Regions from separate parts of the Mus musculus genome. Here region 2 is linked to region 1. Evidence: chromatin contacts called from public ChIA-PET data. All regions are on one chromosome and are shown on one strand. The core of a region is the stretch at or near the end of the contact, and the rest is flanking DNA. Distances in the headings are between cores, read along the strand shown. Region 1 has its middle 18 kb from the start of Slco4a1. Region 2 overlaps Gm29943 (a long non-coding RNA gene).

What was found. ChIA-PET counts read pairs in DNA pulled down with a chosen protein or histone mark.
Region 2: a contact with region 1 is called in an RNA polymerase II ChIA-PET map of memory CD8 T cells, with 94 read pairs. The contact joins two enhancer-like sites. A contact is called at or near these places in 2 of 39 promoter capture datasets (maxillary cranial neural crest and trophoblast stem cells), 4 of 115 datasets of contacts at active chromatin or transcription factors (effector CD8 T cells, embryonic stem cells, memory CD8 T cells and 1 more) and 1 of 9 other capture datasets (embryonic stem cells).

Annotation. Positions count from the first base shown.
Region 1 is chr2:180,435,808-180,439,859 of GRCm38.p6, reverse strand. No RefSeq gene overlaps it. Among named protein-coding and RNA genes, the nearest start is that of Slco4a1, 18 kb to the left of the region's middle. Within about 2 kb of position 2,254, at least 97 of the 459 cell types and tissues checked have an H3K27ac peak or open chromatin away from gene starts, as enhancers often do. A contact at or near this core is called in effector CD8 T cells and memory CD8 T cells, where this site is marked.
Region 2 is chr2:180,304,101-180,308,152 of GRCm38.p6, reverse strand. All of the region lies in intron 1 of Gm29943 (a long non-coding RNA gene), which reads right to left. Among named protein-coding and RNA genes, the nearest start is that of Gm29943, 15 kb to the right of the region's middle. Within about 2 kb of position 2,387, at least 27 of the 459 cell types and tissues checked have an H3K27ac peak or open chromatin away from gene starts, as enhancers often do. A contact at or near this core is called in effector CD8 T cells and memory CD8 T cells, where this site is marked.

The DNA.
Region 1 (4,052 bases), core at 1,005-3,504:
GGGCAGAGTCCTTCGTGGAGACACCAGCAGATAAGACAGGACAATCAAAGACCATGGCAGTATGTCATAGACATGACCTAGGAGAGTATGCATTCAGAAATGACAGAGAGCCACAGTCATGTGTCACAAGGATTAGAGCGAGATCCTGTTGCCAAACAACAGCAAAAAAAAATCTTTTTAAATAAACTAGTCATTATCTACGTAAGCATTAGGCACGTGGGTCTACTTTGTGTGTGCATTCTTGTGTAAGAAGGTGCACATGTGCAAATGTTTGTGACAGCCAGAGGTCAACCTTGCGTGTCATTCCTCAGGTTCTATCTGCCTTGAATTTTTGAGACAAGGTCTCTTCCTTGCCTGGAACACACCAAGCAAGCGAGGCTGACGACTGCCTAGCAAGCTCCAGGATCAACTGCCTCTGCTTCTGCAGTGATAGGATTACAACTTGAGCCACTGTGCCTGCTTCCTCCCACCCCCACCTTTAAGGTGAGTGCTGTGAATTTAACTCAGGTTCCCATGCTTGTAATGCAAGTACTCCGCTGACTGAGCTGTTTCCATAGCCTCTTCGATTGTGCTTTGTTGGCTAAATTTTGTGAATTCTAAGTCCAGTCCAGAATCTATTTTTAAAAATTTTAACCACATCTACCATCCATCCATTTATTATTTATCTATCTATCTATCTATCCATCCATCCATCAATCCATCCATTTATTATTTATCTATCTATCTATCTATCTATCTATCCATCCATCCATCTACCAATCCACCCATTTATTATCTATCCATCCATCTATCTATCTTGTGTGAGGTTTGTGCATGCCACAATATACACAGGGAGGTCAGAGGAAACGTTGTGAGGTTGGTTTTCTTCTTCCACCAAGTGGGTCTTAGGGATTAAACTTAGGTGGCCAGGCTTGGTGACAATTGTCTTAATGCACTGAGCAATCCTGCCAGCTCTCAAAGTCCAGTATTTATGATAAAAACTCAGTACCTGAATCGACACAAGAAATGGATGTAAAATACAAACGTTTGAAGATGCAGAAGCTAAAGGGAGTAGAGTATCTGTCATTCCTTACATTGCTTCCTTATCGACGTGGTGGTTTTATGATTCTATTAGATTTAAATAAAAGACATTAAGATTAACTTCACACCAGGCCTGGTGGCACAGGCTTAGAATTCCAACTACATGGTAGACTGCAGCAGGATTGTAAGCTAAACACCAAGTTGGGCAAACTGGTGAGTCCCAGTCTCTGAATTAAAAGTAAAAAGAAGGCTGGGGGTGTAACCTGAGATAGAGCATTTGCTTGCTTGCTTGAGGCCCAGGGATGGAGCTTGGATGACACACACAGAGACAGACTTCATGGGCCTCAGTCTTGCTATTGTGTTGCCTGAGCACAGATAGTCACATGTGTGCTCCCATTTTGCTTTCACTCCTGAGCAGAACTATTCACACCCATCGTGTACGGTCTGTGGGTTAGGGCATCCCTGGTGTGATACAGGGTCAGACTCACTACGAATAGCAACTATGTATTTGTCACCATAGGGAGACACAAATGGAAGTTCCTGTGGCTATTTGGCTATAGGTATGGAGGGGCTTGCCCAGGATGGTGCCCAGGGGGTTGATTTTGTACCAGAAAGCTTCAGACCAACTACATGTGATATTTGGAGATAGTGTGGACAGCCCTGACTCTGCTCAGCAACCAGGAGTCGGGGGAAAGGTGGGCCTCTGTAGAGAAAAGCAAGGTCCTGTTTTGGCTTCTCCAGGTACCACCGGATGAAGCCTGGAGGGGTTCCTGGGTCCCAAAGTTAGCCCCTGGGTATGTGGGTCAGTGTCAGGGGTTCTTGTGGTTATGATATGAGGAGGTTTCAAAGGAACAGGATGTGGAGTCCTGAGGAGTCAGTCTATGCAAGTTCCTAAGATCAAAGTGTGGGCTCTTAGGGTCAAGGAATGGGAATCTCTGGTCCATGTGTAGGGGTGGGAGCCTTGAGCAGAGAGTGCTCTCTGTGGAAGATGACCCCTAACATCCCCACTTGAGGCATCTGGGTTCCCCCTCCCACCCCTATCTTCTGTTAGGGTAACAGTGTTCTCCGCTCTGACTGCTCTCGGCTTGGCTGGCTATAGTTCAAACTTTACATGATGTCAGGATTACTCAGAGCCTGGCCCTTCTAAGGAAAATTGATGTGTTTGAAGTCCACCATGGTCTGTCTTGAAAGTCTCAGAGGAAGCACTTAGAAAACTGTCATTCTGGTCTTGAATGACACTTCCTGTCATCTGGGTGCACAGGGCATTTCCCCAGGGCTCAGCATGGTAGCTGTGGCTAGGTATGGGAATTCTGTAATGGCCAAAGCTGGACCTGGGTTCTGATGGGGAAGGGGAAGGAGACACAGGTCTCAGCTTTGTGCGTGCAATCCCCCTTCCCCCTCCCATTTTCTAGGCAACGGTGAAGAAGCTGTCATTTCAGAAACTTGTGGTGAAACTCAATGTGGGTTCCCACAGGAAGTTGGGGGGAGTGTTGAGCAGGGGCCCAAGGGCCCAAATGCCACAGTGGAAAAGTTCTTTGATAAGGCAGAGAGCACACCCCTTCCTCCTGTTCCTGCATGGGAGGTCTGGTCATCTCAAGCAATGAGGATGTGGCTAAGTCACATGAGAGACAGATATGCTTGTGGAAAATTCCAGGTCCCGGGAGAAATGCTTGGTTTTCTGGTCCTGGGAAGCTCCGAACCCCTGGTCTCACTTTCCTCTCCACATCTCTGTTCTTGCTTCTTGCTGGTGCATTCATGTGGGTGAGCCAGGTTTTGCAGGCCACGGAAGCCATAACAGGGGACACAGCAGGAGACAGCAGTGTTGGGCAGTGGGCATGGGCAAAAGAGGGAGTGGGCAGGCGGACGTGGGAATACTGCTGCATGCTTTCCATGTGAAACGGGGTGGGTGTCTGGCTGTAGGAAGCCACTGAACCCCAGCTCGGCGGGGGGTGGACAAGGGGCAGTCCTAGACAACAGGTTCTCAGTCTCATGCATCCCAGACACCGCTGGACACCACGGAAGAGCTGAGAACAAATGGGGGGCCCCCGAGGGGGGGGGGCGACTCCATCATCACTGGGCCAGAGGGAGGAGAAGGCAGGGGGAGAGGGGCTGCTGGGTGGTTCCCACGGGGGCGAGAGTCCTTGGTCCGGTCCGTGGCTGGAGAGCAGGAAGGCCTTCTGTTGGGAGGCTAGACGTGGCTTGTTAGGGGAACGCCTATCCCATTGTTCAAGCATGGTGGGCCTTGATAAGCAGAGACAGTCTATGGTTTTAGAGCTTTATTGTAGAAAGGCAGGAAAAAAAGAGAGAGGGTAGAAAGAGAGAGAGAGGCTGGCCATGGCCATGTGGAGAAAGGGGGAGGGGGGAAGGAGAGAGAGAAGGAGGGCTAGAGAAGAGAGTAAGAAAGGTGAGAGCTTAAAGAGATTGAGAAGGGGCAAAGCAGCCTCTTTTATAGTGGGCTGGACTATCTTGCTGTTTCCAGGTAACTACGGGGAAGAGCATACCTGGCTGTAGTCAGGTAACTGTGGGGGTGGAGTCTAGCCAGAATGCCAGAAGCTTGAGACATTGTCTGAGTGACTTATAATCACAGAATTATGGAGTTGGGGGGCTCTGTGGTGTCAGGCACCTGTCTCTGGGAACGTGGCTCCCTGTTGTGTCCCTTGTAGAGTTTTCTACTGGATCGCCGGAGCAAGCCTCATTCAACCAAAATAGGCTGCCTTTCATGGCCCTACACAGCAGATCCCTGTGGAAGAAATGATTCTGGTGCTCTGGGTACCAGGAATGTGCTTTGAACACACCACAATGGTAATGGTGCCAGGGATCATCTACAAAGTCCTCACAAACTTGGGAGCCTGGAGTTGACCAGCACCTGGGTCCAGGAAGAAACCCTGAGCCCTTGTGTGTGGTGCTCACCAGTTCCTGCTTTATGGTGTTCTGGAAACATTTAAACACCCACACATGGAACACACACAGGCCATCAACAGCTCCCACCCCCAGCCCACCCAGGTTACTTAGGGCCAAATCTTGGGTTCCTA
Region 2 (4,052 bases), core at 1,138-3,637, 130 kb after region 1:
GGCAGAGCTCAGCAGCTTTCAGACCCTCCATATCTTCCTCTATAAAAGAGAAAGCAATTGCTCCCATGGCAGAAAACCCAGAGGGACCACACAAGAAGAAGAGTATCCCCTTATCAGCATGCATGTGCCAGGTTAACAATTGGTATTCATCAGTGTGTGTGACCGTCTCTGACATGGAGTGGGTAACTGAGGGAGCTTCACCTTCCTTCTGAACCCTCGGGTGACCTGCAGATGGAAATCCTGACATCAGCCCAGGAAAGTGAAAGTGATTCTCACTGAGTTTCCATTCTAGCCCCATGCTGTCCCACTGTGCCCTAGCCACTGTGGTGCTACCTCTCCAGCCAGAAAAACCAAAGCCTTTCTAGTTTTTTTTTCTTTCTTTCTTTCTTTCTCTTTCTTCCTTTCTTTCTTTTCTTTTTTTTTTTTTCCTGAGACAGGGTTTCTCTGTGTAGCCCTGGCTGTCCTGGAACTCACTCTGTAGACCAGGCTGGTCTAAAACTCAGAAGTTCGCCTGCCTCTGCCTCCCAAGTGCTGGGACTAAACCAAAGCCTTTCTACAGAGGCCCCACATCCTCTGTGCCACTCTTCAAGCTCCCCATGACCCTCCACTAAACATGTCTAGGGTAGGGAAGCCTACCTGAGCAGGCCAGTGTCCCATCCTTCCTCATTCTCCGTTACTATGTCTCCTCAGGAGGAGGAAGATGGCAACTTCCAGCCCTACCCTATGTAACAACTGTTAGACTTCTAATAGGCAACCCTGACCTAGCAGCCCCTCAACCTAGCAGCCCTATAGGAATGTGGCCCTTACCCTTTTCCAAAGAACATGAATGTATTTTAAAAGGATGTCACAGTCTGATGAGGTCCTGCACACCTTTAATTCTATCACTTGGGAGACAGAGATGGTTGTCTCTTTGTGAGTTTGAGGCCAACATAGTCTACAGAGCAAGTTCCAGGACAGCCAGGGCTTCGCCGAGAAACCCTGTCCAAAAATAAAAGGATGTCATGGTGCACAGCATGCTGGGCTGCAAGGCTTAGCTGCCAGCACTCTGGTGCCAGTTGTGGGCTCTGAGACCAGGCAGCTGGCCAGACACTCAGCAGCTCATCGGCACTGGCACACTCTCAGCCTGCACCCTGGATGCCCTTCGATGGTTATGCACAGACATAACCAGCCCAAGTCCTCCCTCCTGCCTGTCCTCTGAGAAGCTTTGGACATCACACAGCCAGGCCTGGCCAAGACTCCCTCAGAGACCCAGTGCTCACCCCATGGCCCTGCCCACCCGGACAGGAGGGAGGTGGGGCTTCTTTCCTGTACCCTGTCTCTCCTAAGAGCTCTTGCTCCAGCCTTTGATCTTCCATAAGCTCTGTGGCTTCTGCTCCCTGTCCACCATGACATTGACAATTGTTTATTAGTTCTGAAATAGCTGAAATCATGTCAAACATTCCGCATGTTAGAAAAATGTTTATGAAGTGTTATCATCGTTTATGTAACCGTGCGTGTTGGGAAAGAAGCGTAGATGCTGCAGACCACACAGGCCAAGCCCAGCCTGGCCATGCCAGAGGAGGGACTGTATTCTGGAGGGTGCCCAGATTCCCCAGCTCTAGGAGCAGATGCTGAGGCCAGGGCATTTCTAGGTCCTGCAAAAACCCCAGCACCTGGTCCAAGAGTATGGGATACTCCCTCATTCCCAGGCTTCATGGTTTCAAACTTTCAAAGTTTCACTGAGCTCAGTCAATGTCTAGCTCCTCTGGGCTTTGGAGGGTCCTGGCAGTGACACCTCTGTTTCAGGTAGATGCTTGGCTTTCCTGCCAGTCCTAGAGAGGATGCTGAGGGCAAGTGAAGGGCCTATGCTGTGCCCCATGTCACCAGATGGACTCCAAGGAAGACCTCACAGCCAATCAGATAGACATGGCATCTGTCCCGCCCAGCCCTTACAGAAAGCTAGATCCTGACCCTTGCTGTCATCTTGTAAGAGTTTTTCTTCACGAATGCCAAAGAAACACATGGTCCAAGTGTGTTGTTCCTGAAGAGTGAATAGGAGTGGCCAGCATGTGCAAAGGCCCTGGGGAGAGGACAGAACAGAAAAATCAGAGTGAAGACAAGGCACAGAGAGTCATCAGACAGCAGGGGACACTAGAGCTGTAGGAGCAGTGGTAGGCAGGGGGTCCCACGGCACAATTGCTAGCATAGATAGCCTGGCCTGAGACACAGCTGCTGAGGAGCACTGGCATTGCTTGGCTGCTGTAAAGTCTCAGACAGCTCACTTTACCACTCAGAGTCTGTTTTCTGGCTTTACATTGGGACAAACACCTACAGGAATGGCTAAGAGCTGACAGGAAGTATCAGGTGGCAGAAAAGCAGCCAGTGCTCTCCTGCTCTCTGGCAGGAAGGTGGATGATGTCACTGCCAAAAGGCACTTCACTATGTCATTCTGAGGAGCCGCCCTGCCTGTGGCTACAGACTTACCCTCCTCTAAAGAAAACTCATACCCACAAAAGCCCTGTGCACAGATGTCTATGCAAACTCTACTCATAGTGACCGGAAAGAAACAACTTGTACACCCACCACCGGTCAGGTGAGGCACCATGGCTCATCCTCACAGGGTTCACCAGATAAGTGACTGCTCACTGACAAGAGGGAATACTATTCAGCCATAAACAGAAACAACACTCAATAGCGTCCTGATCAGAAAGCAGGGAGAAGAAGCTGCAAGAGAGTGCAGTTTTCTATGAGGTCCAAGGAGATGCAGATTAGCTGTGCAGTGGTCACATCTATGGAGAGGGGAAAAAAAGCCGTATGCCTAACATTTGTACCTAATCACTTCAGACCAGGTCTGACACACTATAAATCATTTACCATGCCTGTCACCAGGCAAAGATTGCTATGGTGAAGAGGATTCTGGGAAGAGGGAGAGAAGGAAAGTCTTAAATCCTGCTCGAAACACCAGAAGAACTGAAAGCAGGTAACCACTCAACTCTCATACCTGATGTTCACCCCACCGAAGTGGAGATGACCCTCACACCCTTGGAGAGAGGAGTAGACAGTCAGAGCACTTCACACAGCCAAGTGTGAGCCCAGAAACATGGTGCCAAGAAAAAGAAGCCAAAACCCAGTAGCTCATGCTGAACAATTTTAGTCACATGAAGAATTCAGAGAGGTAAACCAGGAGTAGGAGGGAGTGGGGAGCAACTATTGAAAAGTCTCCACTCTCTCTTTGGTGTAATGGAGTGTTTGCAAACAGCCAGAGGTGGAGTCAGAACTTGAGAATGTAGTAAATGCCACCGACTGTTCTTCTTGAGGTCCTAAGTTCAATTCCCAGCACTCAAAGGGATGCTCCAAAGCTGATGTAACTAGACTCACGCGATCTGATGCCCTCTTCTGGTGTGTGACAGAAGTGCATCCCAAAAACCCACATACATAAAACACTTGATCAAGTGACTTGCAAGTTTTGGCAATGCTTAACCCTCATGTGCACACACCCCTGGGCTCCTCATCATGGCCCAGAGAGAGCTGAGAACAGACCTCATGGGATCCACCTTTCTCCTGTATAGATTCCACATAGAGCAAAGACACCGGGCTCCAGTAACTGCAGCCAGCCAGCAGTTCCCAGAGCAGAAAGACCCCTCTCTCCCAGAACAGAGTATCAAGAGCTCTGGAAAGGCCCTCAAGGCAGGGCTGTGGCTGCGGTGCCCTGCCAGGACTCTGCTCATAGGCAGTGCCTCTCAAGACAAATTTGTTCCTTTCAAGCAGGGTCACTCAAGCTAATCCTGATGATAAAACCTTAGGATAAAATAAACGTCCTCAGACAAGGAGCATATGGCAAATAGACCTTCCCACTGGAAAGAGCAAAAAAGAGCGCCCCTCCTCCCCACTGCCCCCACCCCCAGTAGTCACTCTAACCTGCGAGAGCCAGGTTTTTAAGGAGTTCTGCTCCTGTGGTGCACTCTCCTGCCCAAGGATGTCCTAGTACTTGCCCACACCAGCCCCATTATCACAATATACCTATGTATCCCACACCTCTGCTTTCCAGACAACCCCAAGAGAACATTTCCGTG